Linked DNA regions of Sus scrofa: region 1 is linked to region 2. A link is a contact called in public HiChIP or PLAC-seq data. All regions are on one chromosome and are shown on one strand. Each heading gives the region's core, a stretch centred on a gene start, on an enhancer-like site or on the middle of the called end of the contact. The rest is flanking DNA. Distances are from core to core; before and after follow the strand shown. Region 1 overlaps LOC110260771 (a long non-coding RNA gene). Region 2 overlaps LOC106510390 (a long non-coding RNA gene).

Region 1 (4,868 bases), core at 1,934-4,433, 320 kb after region 2:
CAAAGCATTTTTTATAAATTAAAAGCTCTGCGAAAGTCTGTGTGAAGGGGATGAAAAGACAAGCTGCAGACTGGGAGAAAAGGTGTGCCAGCTACATATCCGACAAAGCATTCATATCTAGAATATATAAAGAATCCTCAAAATGTAACAGTAAAACAGCAATGACAACAAAATAATGCATTTAGTTAATGGGGGAAAAACCCAAACCATGAGTAGTCATTTTACTGAGAGCAAAAAAACACATGAAGAGATTTCAATGTCGTTGGCTATTAGGGAACTGTAAATTAAAACCCCACTGAGATATCATTACACACACATCAGAATGGCTAAAACAAAAAATGGTGACAATGCCAAATGCTGACGAGGATGCAGAGAACTGGATCATTCATACCTTGCTGTAAGAATATAAATGATACAGCTACTCTGAAAAATAATTTGGGAGTTTCTTATAAAACTAAACACACAGCTCTAGATCACCTGGCAATTGAATTCTTGAGAATTTACGCCCAGAGAAATGAAACCTTAGGTTCACACGAAAACTGGTATATGAATGTTCCTAGCCAAAAATTGAAATCAATCTAGATACTCCTCATTGGGAATGATTCAACCAACTGTGATGCTCTAATTCAGTGGTTCTCAAAGTGTGGTTCCCCAACCAGAAAAGCAGCAGCCTCTGGGAACTTGTTGGGAATGCAATTCTCAGGCCCCGCCCCCGCTACATAAGCACCATAGAAATGACTCCGCAATAAAACGGAACAAACTGTTGATGTACACAACTTGGAGGAATCGCTGGGGAATGACGCTTAGCCCGTCCCAAAGGTTATGATCCCATTTCTCTAGCATTTTTGAAGTGACCAAGTCTTGAAAATGGAAAATAGATGAGTGGTTGCTCGAGGCGAGGGACAGGGAAGAGGGGGTGCTGTGCCGGAGGGAAGTGGGTCTCCTTATAAAAGGACAAACTGAAGGATCTTCGTGATGTCGGAACTTGTCTGTGGTGGCGAATTTATGAAAGGACGCAGGCGGTAAAACTGTAGAGAACGGGATGAACACACACACAAATGACTACAAGTAAAACTGGAGAAATCAGCATAAAGTCGGTGCATTTTATGAGTGTTAAAACCTTGGTTATGACGTTTTTTGCAAAGCATTACCACCAATGGGGAAAAACGACAAGGAATCTCTCCATACCATTCCTTGCGTTTGCAAGTGAATCTACAATTATCACAATAAAATGTCAATGAGAAAGAAAAAGATCACTCCGTCTCATTGCGACCAGCGGTGGGAGATGAGGGAGTGGGAGCCGGGTGTGTGTGTAACACACAGATCGCTGGGCTTCCCCCGACAGAAGGTCAGATTCAGCGGGTTTGGGCGGGGCCTGAGAATCTGCATTCCCAACAAGTTCCCAGAGGCTGCTGCTATTTTTGGTTGGGGAACCACACTTTGAGAACCACTGAATTAAAGGATCCCTGTGGCTTTCCCCCATTTAAGGGGAAAAAAAATAGAGCTTGACTTTTCCTCAGTGTGTCTTTTGACAAAGCTTTGGGTCTCCGGCACAGGGCTTTGGCCAGGCTAGATGACTTGCCAAAGGCATGGGTTCTAGGGTGGCTTTGGGGAATCCAGCCAGAGCAGCAGGGCTCAAAGTGTGCCGTCACATCGGCATCACCTGGAACTTGCTAGAGATGACGTTTGGAGGCTTTACCCTGGAAGCCTACAATCGTTTTTAATAAGCCTCTCAGGTAATACCAATGCAGGCCAAAGTTTGAGGCCAGGCCCATGGGGTTAGAGAGGATTTTAGGAAGCCGTTTAGGATCTTTTTAGTTCATATGAGCAAGCATGAAGGGCTTTCTAGGCGCAACGATTTCAAGACAAGAGGTGGCAAGAGAAATACCGAGCTGTGGCCTTCTTAGGCCCCATGGACTTCTGGTCCCTTATGCGTGGATGCAGAAGGCAGCATTCACTGGCCTCCTTCACAGCCAGTTCTGGTGCAGCTAACCAGGTAAGGGATCATAAAAGCCCAGAAGGAATAAAACCCAAGATTAACACTAAGCCAATCAGTGGTATTAGGCAGTGCCATTAAATGCTCATAAACATATCAGCATGCTGCCCTTCAGTGCGAAAGGATACAACCATACAGTGTTCACGGACTGCCCCGCTTCCAGAGGCCTCTCGTGTCCTGCGGGTCATAGGGTTGATTGCCCCTTGAACAATGACGTTTCATGTTGGCTAATGCTGACACCCCAGAACTTAATATTTCAGTTGACTACTGAAGGCCTGCTCTGGTTTTTCCATTATGCTGCTGTGAGGTTGCTGGAAGTGGTGAGCAGTATCTGGTTTCTCAGTTCCTTTCTATTCCTAGCTGGGATTTTTAGAAGTAGCTGGCTGCCTGTCCACGTTCAGAAACGCGGTAAGTCACTGGGGACCACAGCTCAGGGTGCATGTGTGAGCAAACGGGTTTAATACCAGCACTATGCCCGAGTCATCACTGCTCTATTTGTGGAATGGGGCAAAGACTGCCAGGGGATCTTCAACACCTGACTGGCCTCAACAACTGTCTAAGTGGAGGTGAAGTTGGAATAACTCTACCCATTTACTGCTCTGCCCGCAACTAAACCAGTCAAGTGTCTAAAACTTAAAAGTGTTTCAACATATTGTTAGGGGGAAATTGACAACTCCCAAAATATGCCCCTTTGTTGAGAACGCCGCCAAGGTCTCTGAAATGTCTCACTTCTGACTTCATAAAGAGATAATACGCTCTGGAGGGAAAAATCTAGGTGTTAAAGTCAAACAGATTTACGTTTGAATAGCAAAACTGCCAGTTAATTAGCTGTTTGATTAGGCGAGGGACTTCGATTCTCTAAGTCTCAAGTTGCCATCTATAACATGGGCTAACATGTCTGACTTACGTGGTTGATTTGAGAAAAAGAAAAATGGCACGTGTACAGTGCCTGGCATGCATTTGACACAAAACCCTCTAGGTTCCTTTCCTCTAGTATCGAAGATAATTGCTTGGTCTTTGTATGCGTTTTCCCCTCATCAATGTAATAGTATGTGGAAGAAATTCAAGCAATCATATGATGGGTCCACTTTGTTTTCCGTTGTTTCCTTTTCTTGCTGTGCCAGTCAGCATAGAGTCAGTCCCTCGGAGGTTCAGTCAGTTCTGGTCCATTTGCCAAGGATCCTATCGCTCCTTTTATGGTCTGAAAAGTGATAGTCATATCTGGAGAGCATCCAACTCATAATGATGCTTCAGCTCCTGTTTGTCAGAGCTACAAAAAGACTACAAAGTATTTAAAGGAACAGAATCGTTTTCCTCTACCCTCAAAATCACTGGACAAAAAACAACTGGATGTTTAGAACAGCGTAACCCAAATCGTGAGATGATAAATGATTATAACGAAATGTTAAAGTAAGATACAAGTGGCTCATATCAACTCCAAGAAAAATAGCAAACTCATGTTAGCACAATATTTTGTAAAAATTTCATGCAAATGCTTTCTAGCCAGATGTGCATTCTCCAGCTAACCATAGTACCACCCTTGCTGTTTCATGACCACTGGCCCACCTGCTTCATCGTCTATAGGGCATGCCAAACCCTCGAAGGCATTTATGTCTGTAGACCCCAATCCCAACCATTTAGATCAAATTACTAGGTTCCTGTTCAGGCAACTGGGCTTCAGTAGCAAGAGCCCTAGCAGCACATCTGACCTGGCCTTTGGGTAAAGTTTTTCCTCTTTAGCCCAGAGATGGTCGCAGTTCCCTATAGCTATTCATCTTCAAATGACTTGATCTTATCTTTTGCTTCTCCAGAATTTTCAGCAATCATGCAAAGAGTCTCTGTATTCAATTTGATCTGTATTCATGTTTAAAAAGCCTAGTGTGGTTTTTGCTTTTCTGTTTGGACTCTTGACTGCTATAAAGCCAGATTGAACACAATTACAAAGGAAACCAAGCCCAGTATGTGTACTGATCAATATTCATAAACATACAAAGGAAACCAGGGGTTACTAGGCCTTTAAGGAAAATTGACACCATGGAAGAGAAAGGCCAAGATAAACAGAAGAAATACTAACCCTAGGGAAAAGGACATAACTTGGTGAACCAACAAGGACTTACACTTTAAAAAAAAATTAATATTAGAATTTAGATGATTTTGCTGCCAAAAAAAAAAAAAGAACCATCTGCTATGAAAATAGAGCAATCAGAAAATTGGAGAGAATTTATTGAAATTAAAAGTACATTTGCCTGAATGAAAAAATTAATAAGTGGTCAAAATAACTAGACACCTGGAAAAGCTGATGATATGGAAGATAAATTCAAGGAACTCTTTAGAATATATGAGCAAAGAATCAATGAGAAAGTGACAGTGGTACATAATATGTGCTAGACTGTTCTAAGTACATCAGTTATGATAACATAGTTAATTTTCATAACAGCTCTCTGAGCCGAAAACTCTTGGTATATACACAGAGAGGGTCAATAACATGCCTAGAGTCACATAGCTAACGAGGTGGCAGAGCTGAAATGCAAATGCAGGGGATCTGATTCCAAAGACCTTGCTCTTAGCTAGTTATTCTCCATTGCCTATTTTAAAAGTAGGAGATAAGCTGAGTGATGTGGAAGCTACGTTTCATTAAGTCCAATAGCCACCTACATAGAGTTTCAAGAGTAGCAAACCGGGTGGAAAAAGAGAGGAAATAATTGGGAAACAAGAGTAGAAATGCACTAGGTGAAGAAAGATGGGAACGACTCTATTCAGTGGCAACGACAGTAAATTAAAAAAAAAAAAAAAACACATCTAGACATATTTAAGAAATATTAGAACCCTAAGCTAAAAAGAAAACCTTAAAAATCTCTGGAGGAAAATTAAC
Region 2 (4,864 bases), core at 1,350-3,849:
GTAAGGTAAGTCATAGATAGAAAAAAAGATTAAATAGCAGAACCTGACAGGACACAGAAAGTGATGTAATCATTGCTTTGGACTGAAAGGGCGAAGCAGCGTGTGCAGAGTCTTCAGGAAAGCCCCCTGTAGATGACGGGACTACTTTGAGCTGCAAAGAAGTGAGAAGTACATTGAAGGAGGTGAATAAAACTATGACAATTACGAGGCAATTACAGGAGCTGGATTTGATGAGTGGGTCAAGAAAGTTGCAGTCATTTCTGTTCTCTGAAATGAATGTTTCTGAGCTCAGATTTTATGTTTTGAGGTGTATAGGGCCAAGGAAAACAGCATGATTCAGACGGGGTTCATATCTCAGGCCTGTACTCCTAGCTGCATGACCATCTCAATATATTTAACCTTCTTGAGCCTCAGTTTCCTCATCTGTAAAATGACCATAATTCCTCCTCCACCTAAGTAGGTAATTAGGAGACCCAGCAAGGTAAGGGGACATGGCAAGAGCCTCGAGGCCATAAAGAATCCAGTGAATATAATGGGATTTTGTAGCAGTGTCTCTTTTTAAAGGTCGTAAAACACGTATAACCTGATTAGCATACAGAGCAAATTTTTCCTTGGGCAATAATTTTTTTTTCATTAAACACTTCTGTGTTCTTGCCGATTCTTTTGTAAACCACTTCCTTTTGTTGAAATCTTGAAGTAGTCTTGATGTAGAAACTGGCAGTTGGGACAATGGTGAATGAGCCGATTTATTAAAATTATTGCCTGACCTTTGAAGAATGGTGGTCTCTTCTGACTCTTGGTCATAGATTATAATTCCCTCCCAATCATAGCAACTCATCCTTAAATACTTTTAATTGACTGCATCTTGTTGCGCTGTAATTCTAGCCTGCAAAATATGCTCTCCTAAATATATCCTCTGATGACTACTCCAGCTTGCTATGCTTTCAATTTCTCACTTCTTGGGTTATTTGAAGAGGTTTATATTTACCTAATCCTCCAAGCAGCCCCAAGGGAAAGCCGGCTGCCCCCAGGCTCCATGCAGTCCTTGGCCAGAAGGGACAAGAGTCACTTTCCTTTGTTTTTCACACAAGTCACTACTATTTTGACTCAGCCACACAGCTCTTCCTTTGTTGGATTCTTATTGAATCATTGCTCTTTTTGATACTCAAATGCTGGTTTACTTTTACTTTCCTCTACATGGTTCTTGTCTTTTTCCTACTCATTGGGAAGTCTAATACCTTGCCCCCTTTTTGCTCTTGCCCCACCTAATATAAGAACAAAACTGGATCTAAACTGATCTTCAGGTTCTATAATGGCAGGCAGACTTAGTACAAACGGCATTATTTCACAGGATGGGGCTTTGGAGGAGGGAGAAGGAAGCTGTTATTATAAAATTGAAGTCCATGTTTAAAAGCAAAGTTATACTTTTCATTCCCTCCCCTCCCCTAGTCTTTGGAGCAATGTATCTTACACTTCAGGGCTAAAATGGACCTTCCTCTCCTGAAATCTTGGCTATAAACCCTGGCTGTACAGCTTTTTTTCTTTCTTTCTTTCTTTTTTTTTTTTTTTTTTTGGCCATGGCTGTGGCACATGAAAGTTCTTCCCTGGCCAGAGACCGAATCGGAGCCACAGCAGTGACCCGAGCCGCTGCAGGGACAATGCTGGATCTTTAACCCACTGTACTACAAGAGAAGTCCTGTAGCTGTGTTTTTGTTTTCCAGGAAGACGCTTAAGTTTGGATTGACCAGCCTAGGCTAGGCAACCTTTACTGTTGAAGGAAGATCCTGATGGAAGGATCAAAGCTTTGATTGTGCTGTGGTGTCTGATCCATGACCCCCTCCCCCTTCCCCTCACTTTTTCCTCTTTTTCCCTTTCCACTTTTGCCAAACTCTTCAAACACCTTCTCCCGCTGCCAAGTGGGATCTAGAACTCCAACTGGACATCCTTCTACCTTACAGTGCCCTCCGTGGAGTCCCGCTCAGCCTCAGATGGAATAGTCTGGAGCTAGAGGTCTCTCTAAGCAGTCAGGCTGCCGTGAGCACGATGTTTTGGTGTGTTTGCACCAGCTTCCTGTTGCAGAGTTTAGGAAGTGGATCTGGTAACTGCCTGAACAAAAACACTTCCCCTTATTCTCTGTGTCAAAGAGAAGCTCCCTGAAATGGATGCCACCTTTTAGGACCAAAGACACAGTGCTGTGCTTTAAGGGGGTTGCAACGAATAGGGAAAGAACCTTGGCTTCACCACCTGGACCTGGCTACACAACTTCGCTTAGCCTGTTTCCTCTTACGTCAGATGGCGAGATGCTGTCTCCCTTGCACAGTGCTTATGAGAAGGCAATGAGATAGCTGAAATGAAGTAGCCATTTCTCTTAGGCAGAATGTGTTCTGTTTTGTGTACATATGGTGGACTATGTCTCCTTAAAGTTTGTTTTTTCAGTTGCAGTCAGGTGACTCATATTTCTAGTAAAGCCCCTGTGCTCTGGGTAGTGGTTTATATCCACGTCCCCCAGCTCCTGGAGGGAAGCAAGGCTTGCTGCGCTCATCGCGGGGCTGGAGTCGAGAGCCGTGGAGGGGGGCGCCTGAGAGCTCCAGCTGGAGCTGGACTGTCTGGGTTCCAGTGCTTCTCTTTAGTCATGAGCTGTGTGACTTCGGACAAAATTACTCAGCCTTCTGAGCTTCAACTTCCTCATCTGTAGAAGAGGGATAATAGTGTATCCCATCGTGTGGACAAAAAGCACAGGAAAAAACCAATAGGCAGGCTCAGAGAGGTTGTAAGAATGAAAAGAGAAAATCTCCAAATATATGTGAAAGGCTCAGGATATTCCCTGGCTCTGGGTTTGCTCTGACTGTTCACAGTCCCCACTGGCCTTCATGAGGAGGGCTTCTCAGATGCAAGCTTGCAGACAACAGGCAGTGGAGCCCTCCCCTCCCTCTGAAGGGACCCCAAATAGTTGTGCAAACTGCACAGGCTGATAAGAGATACAGAGGATTGAGTAGAATTCTGGTTCCTGTTTCTGGGGCTGCATTCTCGGGAGATGGGACAGCATCTGGGAACATGCACACAGGGTCAAGCTCAGTATGTGAGCTTTAGAGCACTTCTCACCAACATTCTTTGTACCATAGCAAGGCTGTCACCTGCAAATGATCACTGCCTGCCCTCAGACTGGGCATTTGGGTCCTGCTGAAAGCCTGTGTTGGTTCCCCGAGGCTCAGGCTGGGCTTCTGTGGCCTCCTCTGCCTGAGATGGTCTTTTTCTCCCATTTTTTTTCCCCACCTCCCCACCCTCAGCTTCTCCCCACCCCCACCTTCTCCCCACCCCCACCTTCTCCCCACCCCCACCTTCTCCCCACCCCCACACTCCTCCTTCAGTTGGAGAATTCCAACCTTCAGGTCTCAGGCTGGATGGAACTTTTCCAGAAAGCCTTTGCTGGCCTCCGATGAGCCTCCATAGGACCCTCTTAATTCCCTCTGGTCGAGTAGCCCAGGGCTCCTGGCCATATCCGTTTTGGCGGTCAGTTCTCTATGGGGACAGGGCTATATGTGCAACTCATTAGGACATAGCTGTAGCTCCTGGCCTCTGGCAGAATCGATTCTAAAAATATGTTTAACAAATGATACATAGAACACTAGAAAGTGATACAGGACACAGCCGTTTCCAAGAGATGTTACCCGTGCACTCTGTAGGGTCATGGTGCCCGCAAGAGGGAGGGTGGAAGTGGGGAGGGTGGAAAGATACATGAGAACATGGCTTTATTGGGAACACCTCCGTGCATTTACAATTACAGGAGTAAACAAAGAGGCAGGCTCATGATGCCCGATTTAGAAAACAGTCCTATTATACACAGTGTTAAGCCCAAACCTGGCGTTCAGTTTAGGGTAGGATTTGGGCTAAAAACTGAATGAAGATTCAGTACGGAAAAACCACACATTAAGGACTGATTTAATAGTGTACATTTTTCCTCAAAGCTCTCTTATAATAGCTGTTTCTCGCCCATTAATTGATGGTCTAGTGTCTAAAGGAAACCATCCAGGGAGGGCTATCCCATCATATTTTTAGAAGTACTAAAGTGAACTCCAACTGCTCCTTGAGAGTCATGGCAACATCTGGGACATTTTGTATCCTCGCCGGGCATATGATATATTACTGCCTGCCAGTCCAGTGTCTTTTAAGGAATTCGGCAGGTCAGGCACCAGACCTTGACAGGAGATTTGTTCTAAACTGGCCATCAGCCGGGCTGAAACAATGTTAAAAAATATTTCTAGGTTTGCTAAGAGTGTTGTTCAGAGCATCTAAAACGCTGCTTTAGATGGAAAGAGCAAAGTGGCAACCATGACTGACCAGAGGGAACTGTAGAGCAGAGAGCCTTAGAGTTCGGATGTAGCTCGGAAAACCAAGGCTCAGAGTGGTGACTGTTAGCTTGGACCCACACAGCTCAGTCTTTTTCCTTCACATCACAGCTGTCTCGTTTGGGTGGGAAAGGAAAGGTGGCACGTGCATTGTTAGAAATCTGCACAGTGGCTGGTCCAGTGCTTAGCACTCTCTAAGGTTCCCTATGGCCTTCAAAACTATATAAAAAATTGCTACCAGAATTTTCCAGTATGGAGTGCTGAGTGGGATTTACAAACTGAAGGCACCTGTGTAATCACCACCCTGATCCAGAAACAAAACCTTATCAGCATACTGGAAGCATTCCAGCATGCATCCTATCCTCACTTCTGATAATGTAGATTAGCTTCTCTCTCTCTCTCTTTTTTTTTTTTAATTTAGGTATCAATGGAATAAAATAGTATATATCATTGGTGTCTGGCTTCTTCTGGGGAATATTCTGATGTTGATTTAGATCCAGAAGAAGTAGGATTCCAAG

The links. HiChIP or PLAC-seq counts read pairs in DNA pulled down with a chosen protein or histone mark.
Region 1: an H3K27ac HiChIP or PLAC-seq map of skeletal muscle shows a contact between it and region 2. The contact joins two enhancer-like sites. A contact is called at or near these places in 1 of 47 Hi-C or Micro-C datasets (psoas muscle) and 1 of 2 datasets of contacts at active chromatin or transcription factors (skeletal muscle).

What each region holds. Positions count from the first base shown.
Region 1 is chr5:77,518,893-77,523,760 of Sscrofa11.1, forward strand. All of the region lies in intron 1 of LOC110260771 (a long non-coding RNA gene), which reads right to left. Among named protein-coding and RNA genes, the nearest start is that of SLC38A4, 32 kb to the left of the region's middle. Within about 2 kb of position 3,184, at least 4 of the 83 cell types and tissues checked have an H3K27ac peak or open chromatin away from gene starts, as enhancers often do. A contact at or near this core is called in skeletal muscle, where this site is marked.
Region 2 is chr5:77,201,717-77,206,580 of Sscrofa11.1, forward strand. All of the region lies in intron 1 of LOC106510390 (a long non-coding RNA gene), which reads left to right. All of the region lies in intron 1 of LOC102160630 (a long non-coding RNA gene), which reads right to left. Among named protein-coding and RNA genes, the nearest start is that of SLC38A2, 78 kb to the left of the region's middle. Within about 2 kb of position 2,600, at least 31 of the 83 cell types and tissues checked have an H3K27ac peak or open chromatin away from gene starts, as enhancers often do. A contact at or near this core is called in skeletal muscle, where this site is marked.